Regions from separate parts of the Mus musculus genome. Here regions 1 and 2 are each linked to region 3. Evidence: chromatin contacts called from public Hi-C data. All regions are on one chromosome and are shown on one strand. Each heading gives the region's core, a stretch centred on a gene start, on an enhancer-like site or on the middle of the called end of the contact. The rest is flanking DNA. Distances are from core to core; before and after follow the strand shown. Region 1 has its middle 18 kb from the start of Gm39602. Region 2 overlaps Gm39602 (a long non-coding RNA gene). Region 3 has its middle 140 kb from the start of 4933406G16Rik.

Region 1 (4,682 bases), core at 1,635-4,134, 560 kb after region 3:
TGCACTACCTGGAGTGGCAAATAGAGTACAGAACTGAGTGCCACAGTGTTGGTGGCTCCCAAAGGTCACCTCACCCCTAACTGGAGAGGCCACAGGGAAAGCAAAGTGAAATGTTGACAGAGGTAGAGATTTTTTAAAAGATGCCACCATAAGATGGGCCTCTGATACCCTGAGGGGGTTTTCAGGTCTTGGGGAGCTGGCGTTCAGCAGGTATGAGTGTTTGTTGCACAGTCAGGAGGAGCAAATTCAGATCTCAGCACCCAGGTAACAAGCTGGGCAGCCCAGCTAACAGCAACTCCGGCTCTGAGGGACTGCAACACCCCATGCTGACTTCTGTGTGTGCACAGGCATGCATCCCTATACATGTGAGCATACACTCACACAGATACACAGATACACACATACACACATACATACATACACACACATATGTACACATACACCTTCATATGTACAAGTGTGCACACACATGCATGCACACACACACACATGCACACACACATACACACATACACACATACACACCTTTTCTTAAAAGCCTTGGGTGGTGACACTAGGCACCAGACTGCCAGGCCAAGGCAGCAATGTTTCACAAAGTCATTGAAGCCTAGCCCTTGCCCACTGGCCTGAAATATCAATTACCATAGAGGATGTTAGCACTGTAAGGAAGACCGCAAGGGCACCTACCATTTACAGGAAGAAGCCACGATTCCAGATGGTGACCATGACTCAGACTAGGCCTGACCCCCACCTCCTGACTTCTCATTCAAGTTCTTATCCAGTGAGTAAATCTGGTGATAGAAGGCAGCCAGATTAAAACTACATGAAAACCTCCTCAAATGAGAGCTGAGGCCGGCGCTTTCATGTGGTTAGGCACTTAGCTCCACACCCACCCCTGGGGTATTTGATATAACACTGTTGGACCTTCTCCAGCTTGTAAGGCGGCAATGAGGGCTCCTTCCATCACTGAGCTGGGGAACAATGCCCTGCTGTTGGGTGGGTGAAAACAAGACAAAGATGCGGGTGGCTTCGCTGACCTCTGTAAGGCTTGGAGGTGAGTGCCTGTGATGTGCTGGGCTAGGACAGGAAGGACCACACTTAGCAACATCCCACTTCCCAAGAAGGAGAAATTGATGCAGACAAGTCACCTCAGGCACAGCCCACTAAGCTTATGTGCAATGCAAATAGGGGTGGGTAATAGGCCAATAATGGTAGTTCCTATAAAGACTTCGTCTTGAATAATTCTACTTTAAAATTACTGGTTGTAAGCTGGGTAGTGGTGACACACACCTAATAATTCCAGCATTCGGGAGATGGAGGCAGACTGATCTCTGTGAGTTCGAGGCCAGCTTGGTCTACAGAGTTCTGGGACAGCCAGGGCTACACAGTGAAACCCTGCCTTGAATAACCAAGAAAAAGTTACTCATCTTAAAATGGTCCAAACTCTGAGCTCTGCTTCAGTATGCGGAAGCATGCCTTGTTCTGTTTTGTTTTCCGAGACAGGGTTTCTCTGCGTATCCTGGAACTCCCTTTGTAGACAACACTACCTCCCTCTGTGTCCTCACAGAGTCCCACTATGTCTGACTGGTATTTTCCTCTTATAAAGACACCATTCCCTTTGGACCCAAGGCCATCCTAATGACCTGTCCCGTACTGGCTAGTTTTATGTCACCTTGACACAAGCTAGAGTCATTTGAGAAGAAAGACTCCAACTGAGAAAATGCTTCCATAAGATTGGCCTGTAGGCAAATCTGTAGGGTGTTTTCTTTATTAGTGACTGATGAGAATGGGCCCGGTCTATTGTGGGTGGTGCCTCCCCTGGCTGGTGATCCTGGGTGCCATAAGAAAACAAGCTGATCAAGCCATGGAGAGCAAGCACATTCTGAGGTACAGGGGGAGATGTTAAGACTTTAACACATGAACTGGGGGCCCAGAACTCAGCCCTTCTTTAAGGATAGCTAGATACTACATGTTTTGAGGTGTGGCTCTCCAGAGAATGCTGATAAATAAACACACTTAAAACTAACTATACAAATAACGAAGCACCTCTGCCCCGATGGTCACAGGAGTGACTATAAAACCTAGGCATGGTTATATACTCTTCCCAGAAACGATGGGGATCTGTGGATTATAATCTAGGATTCACATAAAGAATACTGCACGCAGCATTAGGGTAATTTTCCTCAAAGGAACAGCTTCGCTTTAATTCTGTACGTTTTAAGATATCCAGAATCACTTTCCCTAAGCAATTATGATTTCACAAAACGCTGTCAGGGCATTTGCAGAGTTTTACTGCCCAGATAGAACCCGATGCCTGGAGCTTTGGGGAGTGATTTATTATTTGCTCTGGTGGAAGGTTGCTAAGTAAGATTTATTCAGTAAGAACAGCCATCTGAACGGTACGTAAGATATGTGTTTGGCTGTGAGGGAGACTTCTTTTTCTCCTTTCTTCAAGTGGGCTTACTCTCTATACTCAGAAATATGCACATTTGCATCCCCACTTTGGTGACATTAGGGGCACTGCTAGGCATTTTGACAAATCAGTTCCTTTCCACTGTTCCCATTTGAACTTTAGCTCTCAGAAACGTTTAACAAACTGTCATACTAAAAACAGCCAAGAGCAGTGCCGAAGACCGTTGATGAAATCTCTTGGGTATCCATCCGCTTTCCATGTTTCATTCTGAATATTTCTTCATTGCATTTTCTGAGGGCTACGGACGTCCTGGGAAGCAAAGCAGCCAATGCTTTCACTCATACCATCTCAGAGAACTCCGATTCTTAAGAAAAAGAAAACAGCGATAATGCCAACTTTGTTTCTCAGAGCTGTAAAAAGTAACAGGCGCCATTGTTGGCCTACTTGCGCCCCCTAGTGTCTATAACGTACTGTTGCTTTTTGCAAAGGGGATGCTGAAGAATTGGAACCAAAGGAAGCTGCTATCCCTATTTTCCTCTACTTAAGATACAATAACCTCCTTCACGCCAAGGTGGCCGGCACTTTGTAGCTCGCCTTCTCCCCAGAAGGTCTGCATTTCATCGAGAGCACTGAGGCAGAGGCAACGCTGCTTGATGGCAAAAATTCAGGCAGAAGAAAGCAGTTTCCTTTGCACTCAGGCTGGGGTTTGGAGTGGGTACAGTGGAACTTTTAAAGAGTCATCAACACCTCTAATCCCTGCCCTTCTACCAGCAGACAGAGGGGGGAAACAACACATCTCTTGCTTCTGCTTCTACACTAGGCCATCCCCATCCCTGTGCCTGGCTGAAATTTCAGCTCTGGGTGGCCATGTCCAGCAGGGTACCTCACCAAGAGCACAGCAACCGGGTGGAAACACATGGGAATGTTCTGGGCGGAGTCCAACAACCCTCCCAAGGCTCCCTGTGTAGGTCAGGGAGTTCTGAGGGCAGACTGCCATTCTCCAAGACAGCATTAGACTGAAGCAGGCAGCACGGAGCAGAGCAGAGTGGTGAGAGGGAGGCTGGACAGGGCTAGGTAGGAGAGGTTTCTGAGCTCTGGCCTCAGCTCCTTACTTAACTTCTCCCAGGTATTTGGAATTGGCTTCTTCCCCAATTAGAAGAAACGGTGGACACCATACAGCCAGTGCCCCAGTGCAGTCCAGACAGAACCTTGAAGAAAATAGGAGGGATGTGCACACCACAGGGAAGCTGCAGGCTCACCGCCACCAATTCACACCCGCTCTCAGTCCATAACCCCAGGGGAGATCGTAGCAAGTGGCAGAGAGTCCAAGGTTGGATTCAGTGTTGTTTCAAATGTGTATAGTGGGACAACTCGAATAGAACCTGAATAGGCTCTGGCGGGCCTGAGTTTGAATCTCAATTCTGCCTGATTATCTCTATAACCTTCAGCAAGTTTTCTGTCCTTTAACTGCCTGCTCAGAGGTTAGATCCTCCAAACAGGCCCCTCAGAGGACCCCGCAGAAAGGGGCATGTTCCTTCCTTATGTGTCTTGAACTTCATAATCCCTTACAGTTTTTGTTCAGAACACATATAAACACCTCTCATAATTTTATAGTCTGGTTACGAAGTAAGATGTTTGATTTCCTCCCTGTTCAGTGAGGGCGGGGACCACAGCACAGCTCTCCTCCCTCACCCCCACCCACCCCCATCCCTGCCAGCTTATCTCAGGGAGGGACATGCAGAATACACACAATAAAAAGTTTAAGAGATTAATTCATTGGACTAAGCTTTTGCCATTTTATTTTAACACATTAACATACCACTTCCCTCCTAGGTGTGTTGTTGTAAAGGCTAAAGAGGTATAGGTATAGATAATATAGATACTGATGGTGTATATATAGGAATAGGTAGAGCGGTTGTAAATGACATGATAGAGATGATATATAGATATATAGATTACCTTGATATAAGTATATATAAAGATCATATGCATATAAATAAGTATTCTTCCCTATTTTTGCACAATGTAGGTGGCCTAAACAGGATGGTTCCTTTGCCACCATTAGAGACTCATCATAGCAGGCCCCACTGGCCACTGAGGGGTGAACTATCAGACTGGCAAACCAGAGGCCTGAACAATCCACAGATTCCACCACAGGCCCCTGAATAATCAAAACTAGTTGGCACCTTACGATTAATCGCCTTTTCTCTCTAGATGTCCCTTGATGGCAGGAAAAGTTACCTCCAGCTTCCCGCTCCTTCCTGTCCCA
Region 2 (4,310 bases), core at 208-2,707, 530 kb after region 3:
TGGCTGCTCCCTCAGGGGGAAGAGATGCCTTGACATGGGCCCACCGAGGGACCCCCTTCCCCCATACCTCAGCACACTCCCATAGAACATTTTAGAGTTCTTTATCGTTTTATAACTATAACACCCAGCACCCATGTAGGATGACTCACAACCACCAGTAATCTAGCTCTAGGGGATCCAATGCCTTCTCCTAGCCTCCTCAAGTACCTACAGACACACACACACACACACACACACACACCACACCACACACAAACACTTTTTTTAATAAAATAAATCTTTAAAAAGTTGAGAATCCTCCTCCGGACAAGGCAGGTCTTTGTGTTGCCCTGTACCTGCCTCTAAAGGAACTCAAGCCTCCAGCTCAGGGACACTGACCCAGTTAGTTAAGTGAGAGTGCCCCACCCACACCCTCACTCCCACCCCTATCACGCTTTTCCACGATCTCCTAACTAGACTCTGATAGAGCAGACTTCCCAGTTACACATCACCACCATGCCTACTGGCCTGAGTCACTTACTCAGTAGCCATACTCCCTTAATAAAGGCAGGACGCAGTAACAAGAAAGCAACAGCCAGTGTATTTGTCAGCTGACATCCACACGTAGCCTCACTCTGTCAACACAGGCACTGTCTACACGGGTGCCTACAACTCCAAGCCCTTCAACATATCTGACTCCTCGAGCCCACGCTTATGGTGTAATTCTATCAAACAGACAGGGACTGGTTGCCAAATACATCCAGGGCCAAGAGATCGCCCTTCACTGTTAGAGGCTCCTACAGCGTGACCAGGAGAACAGCCTCTCCATAACCTAAAAAGGAAAGCAACTCACCCTAAGTCCATGCTTGTATCAAGAGCAGCCTTCTTCAGCATCAACTGCTGTCTTTCATTTGACTCAAAAATATTTTTTAACTAGCAATAAAATGTATTCCACTGTGATCCCATGCTGAGAGAGAAGTCTATACTTGGTGGGAAAGGCCCTCTGTCCCAGCATATTCTTCCAGACTATTACAGAACAGGGAAAACTATATCTGAGAGTTGAGTCCAACCAGAGGCGAAGTCCCAGTCTCTGATTTCATTTAAAAAAAAAAAAAAAGTTCACTGCTGCTCCCCTCCCCCACACTGTGAAAACTACCACCTTCCAGAGATCAATAAAAAAGGTCCCACACAGTTGCAAAAGACAAGGTTTTCTCCCTTTATAAGCACACTTGAAAGATGGGGGGAGGTCTTGAGGGTGAAAGTGATCTAAGGACACTGTGTATATAAAGTTCCTCTAGAACTTGGTTATTTCATTTTTTCTTGGAATAGCACACACTGTGCCTTCTACCCTGAGTAGCTCAAACAGCACCCAGTGTCAAGGCCGAGCCTTTGGTTTTAATCAGGGACTAAAGCCTAGAACGTTAGACAAAGAGAGCAGTTGCTGGTTACAGTACCGAGGGGACCATTAAAGGTGATTTCTCAGTTCGCTGAGCTCACCCTCAGAAACAGCCACATGCTTTGCTGAGAAGCATCCGCAGGACACGGTGCACCTCCCAGCTATTTATTTAACTTTATGTGGCTGTCATAAAACTTTTTTATTTGCTTTCAGTTAGACCATAGGTTTTGACAAGATAAATTTTTATTTAGGTCTTTGCCCAGCTACAATCAGAAACAGGAGACTCACCCTCCAAGGCTGATAGATGGATTAATCAAAGCAATTCCCCGCCCCACGTTCCTTCCAGCAACCACAGGGATCAACACACAGAGTTTTTCCTTAATTAAAGAAACTCAGCAACAAGGTGATTTACCGATGATGGATCTTGCAGGCCCTTTCATTGTGTGGTCACTGTTGGCCACTGTTTGAAATTTACCAACATAAATAAAACCTCTCCATGACTAAACAAAGTTAAAGTAGCAATAAATTGAGGCTGCCATGTCCTCTGAGCTAGATCTGAGGCCAACATAAATACCAGAATGCCTTGGCTGTGACATGCTTGACACAATGACATCATGCACTCCCAGAAGGAACAGCCTCGCCCAAGCCAAAGCCTCAAACCGAACACAATTCCCCTAAATGAATCAAATTGCAATGGTCTAGACTCGCCCGTTCTAAGGACTCCACTCTGCCTTCCTCGCCCTTTTCTGTCGAGCAATCGCATTAAAAATAATCTATACGCTGATCTAAATTTTACTTTTTCTGCACGATTAAATTTTGGCAGGAGTAAATCTCTGCAATTCACACTTCCTGGGAATGTTTGGAAAGTCACTAAAAACTCAGGATTTATCAGCTTAAGGTCCAGCCACTGCCGTGCGACCCTGTGGTCTATCTGCTACTACCTTTAGTGGTGGCCCAGGGCAGTGCTTGCCACAAGACCAACACTCTTCACTTAAAAGTAACTGGGCACCAGCTTCCCTCCCCCAGGCCTTGCTTTGTCCGCATCTAGCAACATGCTGTAATGGAATGCCTCTATGCATCAAGAAAGCCAGCCTACACTGGGGCCCGTCAGCCCTCACACCACTACTCAGAGGAGAGAGGGGAGAAACGTTGAAAATGCACTTGGAGGATGGCAAATTAAAAATGGAGAAAGTCTAATAACTAATTGGTGAAATCATAAAAGCTGCCGTAAAAGACATTTTCCTTAAACTACTTTACACAAGGCTATATAATTTTATGTCACTTTTTATTTATGTTGCTGTAATGAAAGCTGTTCTGGGAGATGAAGGGCTTCTGAAGAGAGAAATTGAACTACTTCTGAGAGGAGGAAAAAGCCTGCAGACCTAGGGCTTGGGACAGATTCCTTCAGAAAGACAGGAGGGCTGGGAGGGCTATCTGTTCACTCCTAAACACCTCTGAGTCAGTATTTTGCCATAAGGGGCCAGTGAAATGGCTTAGCAGGTAAAAGGACTTGCCACCAAGTCTGATGACTTGAGTTTGACCCCTGGGACCCACATGGTTAATTGGGAAAAACTGACTCTGGAAAGTTGTTCTCCGACTTCCACATACAAACCCAGGCATGTGTGTGTCCATAACTGTGCACAGAGAGTCCACATGGCTCACAGAACCAGAGTAAGAACTAGAGAGACACGTGCCACAAGCTAATGTTCTAAAGGCAGATATCTTTAATCTTTTATGTGTATGGGTGTTTCGTCTGCATGTATATCTGTGTTCCACTTTCACACTGGTGCCCACAGAGGCAAAAGACATCGGATTTTCTGGAACTAGAGTTACATACAATCCTGAGCCACCACGTGGCTCCTGGGAATCTAATCTGGGTCCTTGGGAAGAGCAGACAATGCTTTTAACTGCTGAACCATCTCTCCAGCCCATAAAAGCAGGTTTTTATTGTGAGAAGTAAGAAAGGGAATGTGATTTGAGATTTGAGTAGGTGGTGTATACAAATGGGTCCCATGTTAACCAGAGCCTGGTGACTCTGCAGAGCCGACATGGGTCTCAGGCCACACTCAGGACTTTACAGGCACTGTTTCTTGTTTCCCAGTGGTCAGACAAGCTTTCTCCCTCTCCATCTGCACGGAGTGAGTCAGACAGTGGACAAAAAGGAATAGTTCTAATACAGAGAACACTCAAATAAATTATAAACAGAAAATGTAAACTTCTCTGTGCTCAAGCGGAGGACAAGGAAGGGCCCCTGGGTGCCCGTCTGTATTTCTTGTTGCTGTGTTCTTCTGTGTTTATTAAAAGTCACTGCGCGAGTACAAAAGAGGCTACTTTTCCTGTGTGTTAGCCTTCAATTGCAAGTTTTAACATAGCTGAAGTTCAGATGAGTCTCCCAAAAAAATCCAGAAAGTGCATAATATATTGCAAAACATAGAAGTGTGGTGTGATTTTCCCAGGGAAATGAGGGTCACCCTTAAAGCCAGAGCCCTCTGAACTCAGGCTTACTTTCAAAGCAAGGATGAGGCTGTTTTTAGAAACAATTTACCATCTATTAACAATGAAACCCAATTCAGCCTTGCCTATTAGAAAATGAAACATATATACACAGCTCCAAGGAATGGCTGGAGAATCACACAGACACAGTATTCCTTAGGTGGGCTCCACAGCCAAGGCCACTTTACACCACTGTGGAGCAGACTAAACAAACCTGACCCGCAGGCCGACCCTCCAAGGATCCCAAAAGATTGGAAACTCCAAAAAGGCAGCTCTGACCAGACTTCACAGCCTGGTAATGGCATGCAAACGACACTCTGTTTCTGTCGCCCAGCCAAGGGTTGGTATTGTATATGAGAGCAATTTCCTCAAGAATTCAGAGGGAAACGGTACTTTGTCTGTAATGTGTGCGGTTCACAGTAGCAAGAGTATTCAGTAGCTG
Region 3 (4,429 bases), core at 989-3,488:
AGTAATGATTTCCCTAGAGATCAACAATTTTGCCTAAATTTCAAAAACAGCACAGTGTGGCAAATTAAATATACACATATCCAAGGCTTTTAATAGTGTCAATTTTGTAGTACATTCTGATATCATAGGCTTCAAGTGTTAGGTTAGTTGTTCATTTGAGAAGTCTAGTGAAGGTGTCCTTAGGTCTTTGGGGTGCTGAGTTTGTTTTGAAGGCTTGGAAGAGAGACCTTTGTACAGCAAGCAGGATACAGTGACTACCTGCACACACAGCATGTTCACTTTATTTGAATATTAATGGGCTTGTGAGTAAGCAATATTGAGAGTCACATCCTCTCCTTTAAAGGAAACTCATACTCACTGCCTATTATTCGCATTTGCTGGCCCTGGCTCTGGTCTTTGGCAAGTCTGCATGGAGACAGAATTCCTTTGATCCTATTTTCAGCATTGGCATTGTTTATGTTGAAATGTTAAAAATAACTCTTTAAAAGCACATGCCATAAGGTTAGTGAGGAAGGTGAATTTCACCTCCAGAAAACTTTGTCACAAATTTCAGGCTGTCTGCAGCCTTGTTCTCTGCAATGCCTGAGAGGTCTTGAATGGAGGAAATTCCTTAGCAAAATCTTCCCTTTCAGTTCTCTCTTTATGTGTGTGCTTCAGCCTGGTGAATGGCTAACTTGACTTAAATCTTGTTTTCTGGCCAGACTTTGTTCAAGAGAATCACAAAGTATCAATTGAAGAAGAGGGAGGAGGGGGAGGGAAGGAGGAGGAAGAAGAAAGGGAGGAGGTGGTAGAGGAGGAGAAAGGGGGACTAAGGGGAGTGAGAGGAGGAGTGGGGGAGGGGAGAAAAAGACCAGAAGCAGGACATGAGCATCCTAATTGATGCCACTATTGAAGCCAGTCCTTTATAGGACCATGCTGCGCTGTCTCGTTACTATTCACTGTTTCCTAAGTAGATCTGCTAATTTAATTTTATTCTCATTTCTACGATCTGTTTTCTAGTCTTCACAGGTACTGTGAAGTAATTTTGAAAGACACGTTGTACCTGGCTATGTCTTCCGAAGTTCAGTTTTCTTCTACCCTGGCATGGTTTTTTTTTTTTTTTTTTTTTTTTTTTTTTTTTTTTTTGCTATAGGCTGCACTGTTTCATAGGACTACTGCAGGCCACCGTCAGGAAGCAGGCCCCGATTGATCCTGTTTGCTGATTTTATCCATTTATGTGAGTGGCTGCAGCAATGTTTTGTTTTTACTGAGGACATTTTTGTTCATGAAAATGCTAAGGTTACCCACAGTCATCTCTAATCTAGTAGTGAACTGCATTTTCTCTTTATCTACAGGTTGGTAGTCAGCCTGGTTGCCGACAATTGAGGAAGGAGAAGGCTCTTAGTCTGTGGTTTGGTTTGGTTTTCTGGTCATATCAAGGGGAGGGGAGTTGTGTGATCACCTAACAAAGTTGATTTTTTTTTTTCAATCAAAAATGTGTGACTGGGCCAAATATGATGTTACAGGCCTATAAGCTCCAGCATTTGGGAAGCTGAGGCAGGAGGATCATGAATTTGACACCCAGGTGTGTTACACAGCATGGCCCTGTCCAATTACTGCCCCCCACACACCCCCCCCCCCCACATGCACATGCACACACATAGTGTCTGGTTGAATGTTTTCTTTGATTGCTGCTGATTAATAAAGTTTCCCCAATCTAATCTCGAGTCCCCAGTGCAAACTGACGCCAAACTCGCTTGTATGATACACATGCCATACTGCTGTAATCTTGCCAAACCACCTGAAAAGAATTATTTTCCTTGCCCACACACACAAAAAAATAACTGTCAGTTCTTTAAAGTTCAGACTATAAAGGTTTGAATAATTAAAACCTTTTCTACACCTTGGTAGCACGCCCAAAAAGTTAAATGTGTTCCTGTCCTAGCATCTATGAGATAATTATGGGAAAAGGAATGAGATTCTTTTAGAAAAGACACAGAAATCAAGTAGTTATTTGTGCCTGCAAATCCTCTGGGGTCTAAAGAACTAGCAAGATAATAAATTGTTTTTGCTAAAAACAGGAAGTTTGGCAAAGATGTAAAAGTACAGCTAAACTTTGGCCAGGCAACCCAAAACATTGTGTTCTTCTTTGAAAGTATTCCCAGCAAGGAAAAAAATTGGAGTGCCTTGAATCCATAGTTGCAGAAACAGCAGAGGCATCTGGCAACGAGAGCAACTTGCCAAACTTGCGGCTCTACTGCACTTGTGGTGGGAGGATGTGCCAGTTTTCCTCGACTTATGTCATGTGCAGCTGGAAACCCCGTGCATAAATAAGACTCCGAGTGCTGAAAAGATTTGAGCAAGCATTTCTCTGCCTTTTTTCTCCCTTCATCTGAACTAAAAACAAACAAACAAAAACAGAACAAAAAAAAGTCAAAAAAAAATAAAAGCATCACCCTCCCCGCCCTCCAAAAAAATTTTTTTTTCTTGGAGTTTATACAATTTGAAGTGTAGAAGATGGGGATGCCGGCTTCCCCGGGACCTGTTTCTAGAAAAAAAGTACTCAGTGCCAGCATTCTGGAAGTTGTTAGTGTCTCCTCCCCCACCCCATCAAATTCTTCGTATTCCCTCGCCAGCTTTATTAATGTGATTGTGATTATGTGGCATCTGCTTTGGACGGAGCCAATTGGATTATACTTTCCAGTTTAGTCCATCAGTGTGGAGAGACTTCAAAATGTAGGCCAGAAAAAATAAAGCTGTGCACCGGTGACGTCGGGAAGGGAGGGAGGGAGAGGGGGGCTTCTGTGGCTGCAGCTGCAGGGATGCCTGGGATGTCTTGATTGGGGAGAGATGGTGCTCCTTGGTCTTGCAGGGTGGGAGTTTTCCAGCTGGCAAGGACAATGGACTTCCTCTTGTTCTCCTGCACTGCACTGGGTGATTTGTCTGCGAATTTTGGACTCAGGATTCCAGGGGAGACACTGCCCAGTTCAATTTCTGCCATTTATCTGGAGCTGAAGGCAACTGTTCTCCCCTTTATATCTCTCTTTTGAGTAGAGGGAACAGGATGCGATATACCCGCTTAAAGCTAAGCAAACTCCACTTTAGAAGAGGGCATGTGCACACGGGAATCCAGCGGTGGCCACAGAGGGACAGACGTCTCAGTCCCAGCCAGATGGCTTCTCTCTGACTCCTGTTGTGTCTTCTGCTGTCTTCTTGTTGGGGGGCACTAAAAATGTCAGCAGCCTAGTGTAGTGAGAGTCAAAAGACACACTTCAGGCCCAGGCTCCACAGCTCATGACTGTGACAGTTCTGCCTTTCTGAATTGTGATTTCCATATCCATGTCTGTCTCAAAGACAAGTCAAGAAGAATCTACAAGCAACTGTAAATCCTGCCCTGTCATCCTGGATTGTGTTGATCTATGGATGCTCAACACACACTGACTGCTCACTGGAGAGGGAGTCATGGGGTGATCAAAGGAGCCTGTGGGCATGCTTCTGCTACCCTGTGTGGTATCACTCTTGTATGAATGAATGCTACCAGCTCCCAAAATGTCATATTAAATAGATTAAAAACTAGACTATCTTCCTTTGATAACTGTTAACAGATTAAATGATTTTATTATGAAGATATTAGGGAAAGTAAAAAGCAAATCACTTTTATTTACTGCTTAGAAACACTTTTTGTAGATCAAGATTCTTTAAAAAGTATTTTTCCTATTATTTTATTCTGTTATTAAATTTGAACATAACTATATACTCCAAGCATCTTATTAATAAACATTTTCTACTTTCATTATATTTAAATACATTAAATTAAATGTTATTTTAAAATGTCTTTTAAAATTTTTAGATATATTTATTGTATGTGCATGAGTATTTTGCTACATGTGTGCCTGGGGCCCATGAAGACCAGAAGATGTCCAGCCTCTGGGATTAGAGTTACAGACAGTTGTGAACTACCATGTGGGTACTGGAAACTAAACCCAGGATAGTTTCAAGAGGGACTCTTAAACCCCTGAGTTACCTCTGTAGTCCCCTTAAGATATCCATAGCATCTCACTGCACAGGTTCTTCAGAGGAGGCCCAGCTTTTCCTCATTAGCAGTAGGATGTTCATCTTTTGCATTTGCATCTCTTGGGAATAGAATTGGTGTGTTTCAAAAAGGTCTCCAGAGACTTGCTTTCCTTAGAGAGGCCAAGGGAACAGACTTGCTGCCCCCTGGCAGGGAGTGTTGGTCAAAGTGGACTGGACTTTGATGTGGCTTCCTTTGGCTCCTATCACATGAGACACTCTGTGTCTACTAAATCAATATGCACAGCATAGCTGTGTGCTGCACATACCCTTCACAATCTATCTACCTAGTGTGTGTGTACACTAATGCATGAGTAAAGGTGTATCAATATATATATGAGAGTGTATGAACATACTACATAGAGAAGAGACAGAGAGT

The links. A called contact is a pair of places that touch in the nucleus more often than the background predicts.
Region 1: a Hi-C map of uterus shows a contact between it and region 3, with 2.0 times the contacts expected there. The contact joins two enhancer-like sites. A contact is called at or near these places in 3 of 484 Hi-C or Micro-C datasets (neural progenitor cells and uterus) and 1 of 115 datasets of contacts at active chromatin or transcription factors (stem cell-derived neural progenitor cells).
Region 2: a Hi-C map of uterus shows a contact between it and region 3, with 3 times the contacts expected there. The contact joins two enhancer-like sites. A contact is called at or near these places in 1 of 484 Hi-C or Micro-C datasets (uterus) and 1 of 9 other capture datasets (embryonic stem cells).

What each region holds. Positions count from the first base shown.
Region 1 is chr11:19,758,392-19,763,073 of GRCm38.p6, forward strand. No RefSeq gene overlaps it. Among named protein-coding and RNA genes, the nearest start is that of Gm39602, 18 kb to the left of the region's middle. Within about 2 kb of position 2,885, at least 34 of the 459 cell types and tissues checked have an H3K27ac peak or open chromatin away from gene starts, as enhancers often do. A contact at or near this core is called in neural progenitor cells and uterus, where this site is marked.
Region 2 is chr11:19,735,619-19,739,928 of GRCm38.p6, forward strand. All of the region lies in intron 1 of Gm39602 (a long non-coding RNA gene), which reads right to left. Among named protein-coding and RNA genes, the nearest start is that of Gm39602, 4.9 kb to the right of the region's middle. Within about 2 kb of position 1,458, at least 35 of the 459 cell types and tissues checked have an H3K27ac peak or open chromatin away from gene starts, as enhancers often do. A contact at or near this core is called in uterus, where this site is marked.
Region 3 is chr11:19,201,978-19,206,406 of GRCm38.p6, forward strand. No RefSeq gene overlaps it. Among named protein-coding and RNA genes, the nearest start is that of 4933406G16Rik, 140 kb to the left of the region's middle. Within about 2 kb of position 2,239, at least 62 of the 459 cell types and tissues checked have an H3K27ac peak or open chromatin away from gene starts, as enhancers often do. A contact at or near this core is called in neural progenitor cells and uterus, where this site is marked.